2 separate regions of the Gossypium hirsutum genome follow, and region 1 is linked to region 2. Evidence: chromatin contacts called from public Hi-C data. All regions are on one chromosome and are shown on one strand. Each heading gives the region's core, a stretch centred on a gene start, on an enhancer-like site or on the middle of the called end of the contact. The rest is flanking DNA. Distances are from core to core; before and after follow the strand shown. Region 1 holds the start of LOC107954544. Region 2 holds the start of LOC107952768 (U-box domain-containing protein 33).

Region 1 (4,241 bases), core at 424-2,923, 160 kb after region 2:
TTGGTCATGTTTCTGGGCAAGATCAAGTTGCTGACATGCTGACAAAACCTTTGGCTGTAGGGTTATTTGACAAGTTTAGAAAGAGACTTGGAGTGGCCTCCATAGCAGAGGATATTATGCAAAAGCAAGGAACGTCGAGAAGCAGGAGCCATGTTAAGGATAAGAAACAGTTAGTTCAAAGCAGTTAGTCAGTTAGTATCAGTTAGCTGTTATGGTTAGCAGTTAATAAATTTGTATATTAAATACCCAGTTGTAAGTATGCTTATGATATGAGAAAATCAATAAGAATCAGTACGTATTTTCCAGATCTTAACAAACTCTTTTCTTTTTCGATTTCTCTGAATATATTTTTTGTATACAATATGCGTGTATGTGCTTTTTTTTTGTATGTTTTTCTCTGTAACCCCCTACAAAAGGCTCCCTATTTCTTCTTATAACTGAAATCAAAAAAATGAAATCCCCCCGAATCTTTTTTTCTTTACATTTTCTTATTTTCCTATTTTCTGATTTGCTGGCGATTTCTATTCTTTTTGCTTGCTTTCTCTGCCTTTTTCGTTTGTTTGTCCTTCTTGCAGGTATACGGAGACCGTACAGTGACATGGCGCGGCTCAGCACAGTGCATGGAGGCGTGGCACGTAGCGGTGGCGCACGTGTAAAGGCGCGCGCGCGGGCAGAGGCTTGGCACGTGGGGACGAAGGCTTTGGTGGCTGCGGCGCTGGAAGTTGTTTGCTGCTAGGGTTTCTGTAATCGGGTTGGGATTTGGGTTAAGTTGGTTTGCTGGGCTAGGCTTAGTGGGTCTAGGTTTGGGCTAGGTTAATAGGGTTTAGTTTACTAGACTGTATTGATTTTGGGTTTGTAAAAAAACTGGACATTGTTTATTGTTTTGTTTTTTTTATTTTTTTGTTTATTTAATCTGCATGGGCCCGGGCTAAAATTGGGCCTTACACATACTTTTAAAAAACTCAAGAATGTTTTTATCTTAAAAAAATATTTTTATCTCAAAAATATTAAAGTAATGGACCTTGACCAGATGGACCATTAACGAAGTCTCTACTCGAGCGAAATGAGGTGAGCCATCTATATATATATAGCTTGTACTTAGTAGGAGAGACTATTGATGAACCCAGCTAGCCGCTTGGCAATCAGCAATCTACCTTCTTCGTTCATCATTTCTGTTTCCTCCCTTACCCAGTAAATGAGCTGAATCCATAACAGTAAGCAAGTCGTTTTCCCTCTTTTCTGCATGTAGATTTGTTAACATAACTTACCTCCATGGCATAAGTGATGGAAAGTCTAAAAGAAACCTTTTTCAACTAAAAGAAAAGTTAAATGAAACCAATGCAACATTACTACTTGAACTCTCTAACTGGGATTTTCTAGCCGAGAAAGAGAAGAAAACAGGCGGCGTGTGTTTCATCCAGGTTAAGGATAAATAACCATCGACTATCACCAAAACAAAGTTCAAAGCGGGACCCTCCGACAATGTGTCAATTTTGGCTTCTAGTTGTAAATAATATTTTAGGATGAAATTAAATTATAATTTTTATGATAATAATTTTATAATTTTAATAATTTATATATTTATAATTTTAAAAATTAAATTAAATTTTTAATATTTTTAAATGTTAATTTTATCTTTATTAATTTAAAGATTTTACATTTTAGGACGCTGCCCCTGCCAGCCTGCCTGATCTTATTGTATTTATTTAGTTATCATCATAATTATTAAGAACCCAGACTTTGTTTATCAGATTCTAATCAAGCAACTGATCGGTTTGATTACAGGGGAGAGCTATAATTTAGATTCCGGAGAAGAAAACTCGGCGGCGAGACAATTTCTCAACTCTTTTACATTGAATCTAAGGTAATTTTCTGAATTCATCAGTAAATCAATAATAGCGTAGCTTTTGGTGTGAACTTCGTTTTTGTTTTCTGAATCTTCAACAGATATCAATGGAAAAACAGACCTACGAAGAGATTCATGACTGCCTGATCAAGCCGGTTAGCTTAATTTATCAGTTTTTAGAAACAAGTATCCAAGGTAGTTTCCGGAGGCTGAATTGAATTGTTGTATGTTAAACTGCAGAGAATCAATCCTCAAAGAAGAAAAGACAAAGTTTATATTGGCTGTGGAGCTGGGTTCGGTGGTGACCGGCCAATGGCAGCTAAAAAATTGCTTAACAGAGTCAAAGAGCTGAATTATATTGTTCTTGAATGTTTAGCAGAACGTACTCTTGCTGAACGATACCAGGCTATGGCGTCCGGCGGTGATGGCTATGATTCTAATAGTATGTTTATGTTGCTTTCAATTGTTTTGGATTCAAGCTTATTTATGTTTTATTTTTGGGTTTTCTCTGAAATGTTCAATTTCCAGTTTCAGAATGGATGTCTCTGCTACTACCTTTGGCTGTGGATAGGGGAACTTGTATAATTACCAACATGGGTGCAAGTATGACTATTTGAAAACATCATTTCAAATTTTGAGTTGCCTGCCAAATTCACCAAATGCTTTGTGCTGATGTTCAAAGTTGTGTTTGATCTTTTCTTTTCATACTGAGCATATTGATTCTTTCCTGGATAGTGGATCCGGTCAGTGCTCAAGAAAAGGTTTTAGAAGTTGCCAGCAGCCTTGGGATTCGTTTGTCTGTTGCTGTGGCTCATGAGGTCTTTGTTAATGAATCGGGTATGCTCATCAAGTTAGCCCTTTTTAAATTTAAGTTAATCATGTATGAGAATTTTGCTGGTGAGTTCAGATAACTGACAATTGTATGATCTTCATTTTAGAAACCATAGTCAGTATATTGTTGTGTGCAATTCAGAATTTTGATTCATTGTGTTTAGCAATATTCTTGGACTCCAAATGAGAAATATTTTTAAATATTCAGGTTCAGGATCCTTGCCTGAGAAGCTGGTTAACATGGAAGGTGTAAGAATCTGGTACTCCTTTGCATGTACCGTTCATTGGCCTTTTGTATCTTCTTTTTGGTTTCACATAAAAGGATTAATGATCTGGTTTTCATCTGCATGTACGTTTTTTCATCTTTAGTTATGAAATTTCATGAGAAATGCAAACTCTTGAGCTCTATCTTGTTTAATTCTTTGAAGGGTGTTAGCACATATCTGGGAGCAGCCCCAATAGTTGCATGTCTAGAGAGATACCGACCAAATGTTTTAATTACTTCAAGGGTCGCTGATGCCGCACTATTCTTAGCACCAATGGTATGAAAATCTAACCTTTCTTTTCATTACTCGGCTTTAGGTTTTTCCTTTTCTGAGTCTTAGTATAATTCTCTAGGTTAGTTTTACTTATCGCCATTATGGTTCTATTCATTAGTTGTCATAATTATATTTGACAGTGTGCTGATGTTTAGGCTATGCTATGGCTAGCATTAATGTATTTAATCAAAATTATATAATTGGTATTTGATAAGGTTTACGAATTGGGCTGGAATTGGGATGACTTGGAGCTATTAGCACAGGGATCTCTGGCTGGACACCTTCTAGAGTGTGGTTGTCAACTCACAGGGGGATACTTCATGCATCCAGGTTAGTTACACTTTGTCTGTCTTTATGATAACATGGGAAATAGGTCGATTAAAATAGAGAATTTTGATTGACTCAGTTTCATTGTGCTGCATTTTCTCCAATCTAGCGGACAAGAACCGAAACTTGTCTTTCCCAAGTCTCCTGGATCTATCACTGCCGTATGCTGAAATTTCATCAAGTGGGGAAATATGTGTCATGAAAGCAGAAGGTAGTGGCGGGATTTTAAATTTCGGTACTTGTGCTGAACAACTACTTTATGAGGTTGGAGATCCAAGTGCTTACATTACACCTGATGTTGTAAGTTGAATTTATTCTTCAGGAATTTGCACCTATAACTACACTGATGGGGAAAACTAAACAAAAATGGGCTTCTTGTAACTGCAGGTAGTTGATTTTCGGGGTGTTACATTTCAGCCATTATCTAGATCTAAAGTTCTCTGTATTGGTGCAAAGCCATCTGCTCATCCTGTTCCTGATAAACTTTTGCAGTTGATTCCGAAGGTAACCTTCTATCCTGAAGGTAATATTTAGCTTTAAGGACTGTTCTTTTTTCTTAGCTTCAGTCCTGCAGCAGATGGCTTGTAGGTATTTCAACAAAGCGTCTATTTCCATATTTCTGTATTTGAATAAAGCATGTATTCTCTCTTCACTCTATGATTGAGGGAACCCCGTTGTTACCTCGTTGCAGCCCCTGT
Region 2 (4,194 bases), core at 560-3,059:
TCTGGTACAGGCATTCTGTAAAGATGAAAAGCTTGATTCCTTTAAAAGTTAGACACTCATCAAAAGCAAGCATACCTTGTGTAGATAAGAAGCCCTTTGCAGAGAAACCATATTGTGTGGCAGGTATTAGGTGCATTTTCACGCACAAAGATGGCTTTCTTGGACTTGAGGTCAACAACTTTCCTGCAATGGAAAAGGAATAAGGTAAACAACATCTTAAGTGTGCTTCCTAGGGAGCAAGACATGCAAGTCTCTTAGAAGATCCACTGTTGGTCTAGTTGATCCTATGTTGGGATTGAGGATAGATGATTACTTATGTGGTTTATACTTTGAATAATGTTTGTCTGCTGCTCCTCCCATTACAAGCATACGGATCCTATTCTCAGATATCATTTCCAAAATCCCCTGCTCGATAGAATCCCTTTCAATGTACAGCTTCTCTGCTTGCACCTACAGTAAAATAATAGAAGAACAGATTAGAAACTTCCCAAATGAGTTGATTTGGTATTCACAATCGAAATTGAGGACTAAAAACAATAAACTGAAAGAGGTAGTGATCATAGATCAATAATTTTAGCTGAAATTTTCCTGATCTTGATGTGCAGTCACTGCAGATCGCAATCATAAGCTCATATCAGTGTTAATTTGTTCAGAATTAAAAGTTCTTCTAGCACGAATTGAAATTCAACAAGAAGTCAACAATCGTATAAACTAAGGTGAAAGAAGAAACTCATACCCCACGTTGAAGACAAAGCAGAAGGTAATCATTCAGCATCTTCTCCATATTTTTTCTTTCAATTTCCCAGTATGCCTTGACTTCCTGTTCTTCGAGTTTACTAGCAGGAAATTTTGTACCCACTGCAAAACCAAAAACACATAAAACAATTTCTCAATTAGAAAACACAAAATCAAGCAAGAGAAAATAATACAAGTGATACTGTAATAGTTTCGAAATAATCCATTTATCCATCCAATTATTTCAATCGAACAATCACATAAACTAAAGTCCCCGAAAATCAACCAAATGAAGGAAACTTTATTCTTAATTTTTTTTAGTTTTTCACCCCCACCCTTTTTTTTCATCCTGAATAAACTCTAAGCATTAATAAAGAAAAGTCAATTGAAATCAAACTTACTTTCAGAAACCGGAATCATCTTAGCGGGTTGGTGAACATGAATTATGCAAATCTTTTTTCCTCCTGAATGTTGTAAAGCCCAGAACAAAACGGATTTATATTTATCCACATTTTTGCCCACCGCCACATAGATTTTCTCTTCAATTATACGCGCCACCGTTTCCTCCACGATTTCTCTTCCACTCGACAAGATCCCCGGAGCTCTAACGTCGCAAAACCTCATCGAGTTCATGCCTTCAGTTATTGCAGGCACAACACTCACCAGAGCCATGTTGGAATTAATAAAATAATCATAAAGTGTAGATAAAGAAAAATTCTCAACTAAACTCACCAAAAATCTAAACAAAATATACTTTCTCCTCACATCTATGACTGAGGAGCTAAAACCGATGGGGGTTTGGGGAAGATTAAGAGAAGAAGGTGAGGACGGTAAGTTTTTTGTGTTTTAATAGAAGGGAGTCGTTGTCTGTAGTTCCGATGACAACTAAATAAAAACAAGACAATGACTGCAAAATGGATGAGAAATTAACTTTAGATACACAAAAATAAAAATAAAAAAATTTTGAAAGATCGGCAGCCTCCCTTTTTCGTTATCACTGAAAAATTATTACAGTTTTCCCCCTTTTGAGGATCAGTTTCGAAGTCTGTTCCTGATTTTTGATGCGTTGAACTTTCATTTCATTTTATTTATTTCCTTCAAGAAGAAGCTTCCACCGAATTACCGTTGGGCTCCACGTAAGATGTCTTGAAAGTGTAGATTGGGAGGGGGGGGCGCTTGACTATTTTGTTTGTTTATTTATTTATTTATTTGTGATCTTAATCTTTCGAAAATCGATGTTGTATATATTTGATTACTTTGCCGAGTTGATGTTATTTCTAATCCGGTCATCATTTTATTTATGTGTTTATACTGTTTTTAATTAGGTCATCAATTCAATTATAAAATTAAAAAAATGTTACTTCATCCTTAATGACAGAAACATTTACAATAATAGGAATAATAGGAAAGATGTCTGAATTTGGAGTGGAAGACACTGCTAGGTCTCTCAAAACTAAAATGAAATTCTCTTAATATCTTGCACAAAAGAATTAAATTAAAAAATTGGAGACTAAAAGCTCTTATTCGGCGATAAATGATTTCAAAACCTTGTCCGACGATTGTATGGGTGATGCTGATGGCTCTAACGTGGACCGTAACACCAAAAAAGTTAGATTCAAAGATATAGGAGATGATTCAGCAGAAAGCATGGGTGGTTGATACGGCCTTGGCGAGCAAAATTTCTTGGAAAGATAAATTGTTGGGAAGGAAAAACACCAGATCTTTGGCCGCCTCCAAGATCTCGGATGGTGCTACTGATGTGGACTTAAATTTTGAAGATGGAGACATTCTAAAATCTACCATCAACGGTATTCTAACCATCGACTTCTCTAAACGAATTAAGAAAATCTTGGTTAAGGATATAGAGACCACAAATGTGGTGAAATTGTTGGGGGCGCAATATAGGAAATGGAGTTCTTTAAAATCGGATTTCCAGTCTCTAGAAACCCTCTCAACCTTTTCGTTTAATGGATGTGGGAAACAACTACTATTTGGTCTGTTTCCAAAACAAAGATGATTATGAGAAGATTTTGACGTAAGAACCATGAATAGTGTTTGGACACTACCTTAAAGTTCAGTCGTGGACGGTGGACTTTAACCCGTCGAAGCCCATCTCGAGCATGGTTCTGGCCTAGATCTGATTTTTGGGGTTTCCTGGATTCCTGTATAAGAAACAGGTTTTAGAGGAGATCGAAAGTTTGGTCGAAAAAGTGGCCAAAATGGATATTAAAACAGACAGTGGAGGAAGGGGTCAATTCACTAGGATGGTGGTGTTTGTTGACCTGGAAAAATCGTTAACCTCGCAAGTTCTAGTCAATGGTCAAATGCAAAGAGTAAAGTTTGAGGCTCTACTTGCGGTTTGTTTTACCTGTGGCAAATATGGACATCTAAAAACCCTTTGCCCTTCTTCTTTGACAGGTCGGAGCACTGATGGTGGTCTAGGAGGAGTCTCTGAGTTAGTGGTAATGAGTCAGCTCCAGCAACGACAGAGGAAGTGTTTGGCCCATAGATGATCGTTGAGTGTATATCTAGGCGTAATCAGGCTGAAAACCGTAATCAAAACGTAAAAATCTTGAATGACTCCAGATTTGTTGCGTTGGAAAACGAGTCGACGAGATTGGAGGGGGAACAACCTAGAATTATGGAAACTAGGTTCCAGCAAGGGGAGTTTCTAAAAGAAAAAATATGGTGTAACAGCCCGGTTTAGACTTTAGTCAGACAGTGGTTTCAGGACCACAAATTTGAGTCAGAAAAATATTTTAATAATATTTTCCGTGCTTATAGTGAATTGACATGTGTGAAATTTTCGTGATTTGATTTATCCGTTTGTGTGTTTAATTTGGAAAAGAAAGGGCTTAATCGCGTAAAATGCAAAAGTGGCTAACTAATTGTTAAAGTACTATTTTGCTATGGCTTTTATTATGTGGGGTCCTTATGTTGATATTTAGCCATTAGAATTATGCATGGACACATTTAGACAACCATTATAAAAGTTATAATTAAATACTTATGGTTAAAATAGTAAAAAGTAAAGTAATATGTAATAAAATAAATAAAACATGTTAGTGGATGATTCATTCATCCATATTGCCGAATCTTGAAAGAAAAAAAGAAAGAAATAAGCAAGCTAGGGTTCGGCCATTTCAATCTTTGATTAAGGTATGTTAGTTGATCGGTTTTTGATAATTCTTATGTTTTTGAGATCGTTGCTTCGTGTTTTAGCTAGCTCATGCTCTAATTTTTGGTATTGTTGATGAATTTAAAATTTGCCGTTGATGAATTTAAAATTTGCCATTGATGATAGCTAGTGGTTTTTGTTGTTTGATGATGGAAAATAAATCTTTGATTTTTGATTATTATGTTTAATGAAGTGATTTTTGATAAAAATCCAAATTAGGGATTTATTTGTGAAATTAGAAAATTTAAGGATTAAAATGTGAAATAAATAAAATTAATGGG

The links. A called contact is a pair of places that touch in the nucleus more often than the background predicts.
Region 1: a Hi-C map of leaf shows a contact between it and region 2, with 2.4 times the contacts expected there. The contact joins the promoter of LOC107954544 here to the promoter of LOC107952768 in region 2. A contact is called at or near these places in 5 of 34 Hi-C or Micro-C datasets (hypocotyl, leaf and petal).

The regions. Positions count from the first base shown.
Region 1 is chrD07:24,926,402-24,930,642 of Gossypium_hirsutum_v2.1, forward strand. It overlaps LOC107954544, which reads left to right and starts at 1,674. Exons shown (of 14, transcript XM_016890134.2): 1 at 1,674-1,864; 2 at 1,948-2,001; 3 at 2,087-2,288; 4 at 2,375-2,449; 5 at 2,582-2,683; 6 at 2,886-2,926; 7 at 3,106-3,219; 8 at 3,432-3,546; 9 at 3,653-3,843; 10 at 3,931-4,047. The coding sequence starts at 1,954.
Region 2 is chrD07:24,771,019-24,775,212 of Gossypium_hirsutum_v2.1, forward strand. It overlaps LOC107952768 (U-box domain-containing protein 33), which reads right to left and starts at 1,810. Exons shown (of 9, transcript XM_016887938.2): 1 at 1,137-1,810; 2 at 737-858; 3 at 329-450; 4 at 76-183. The coding sequence starts at 1,407.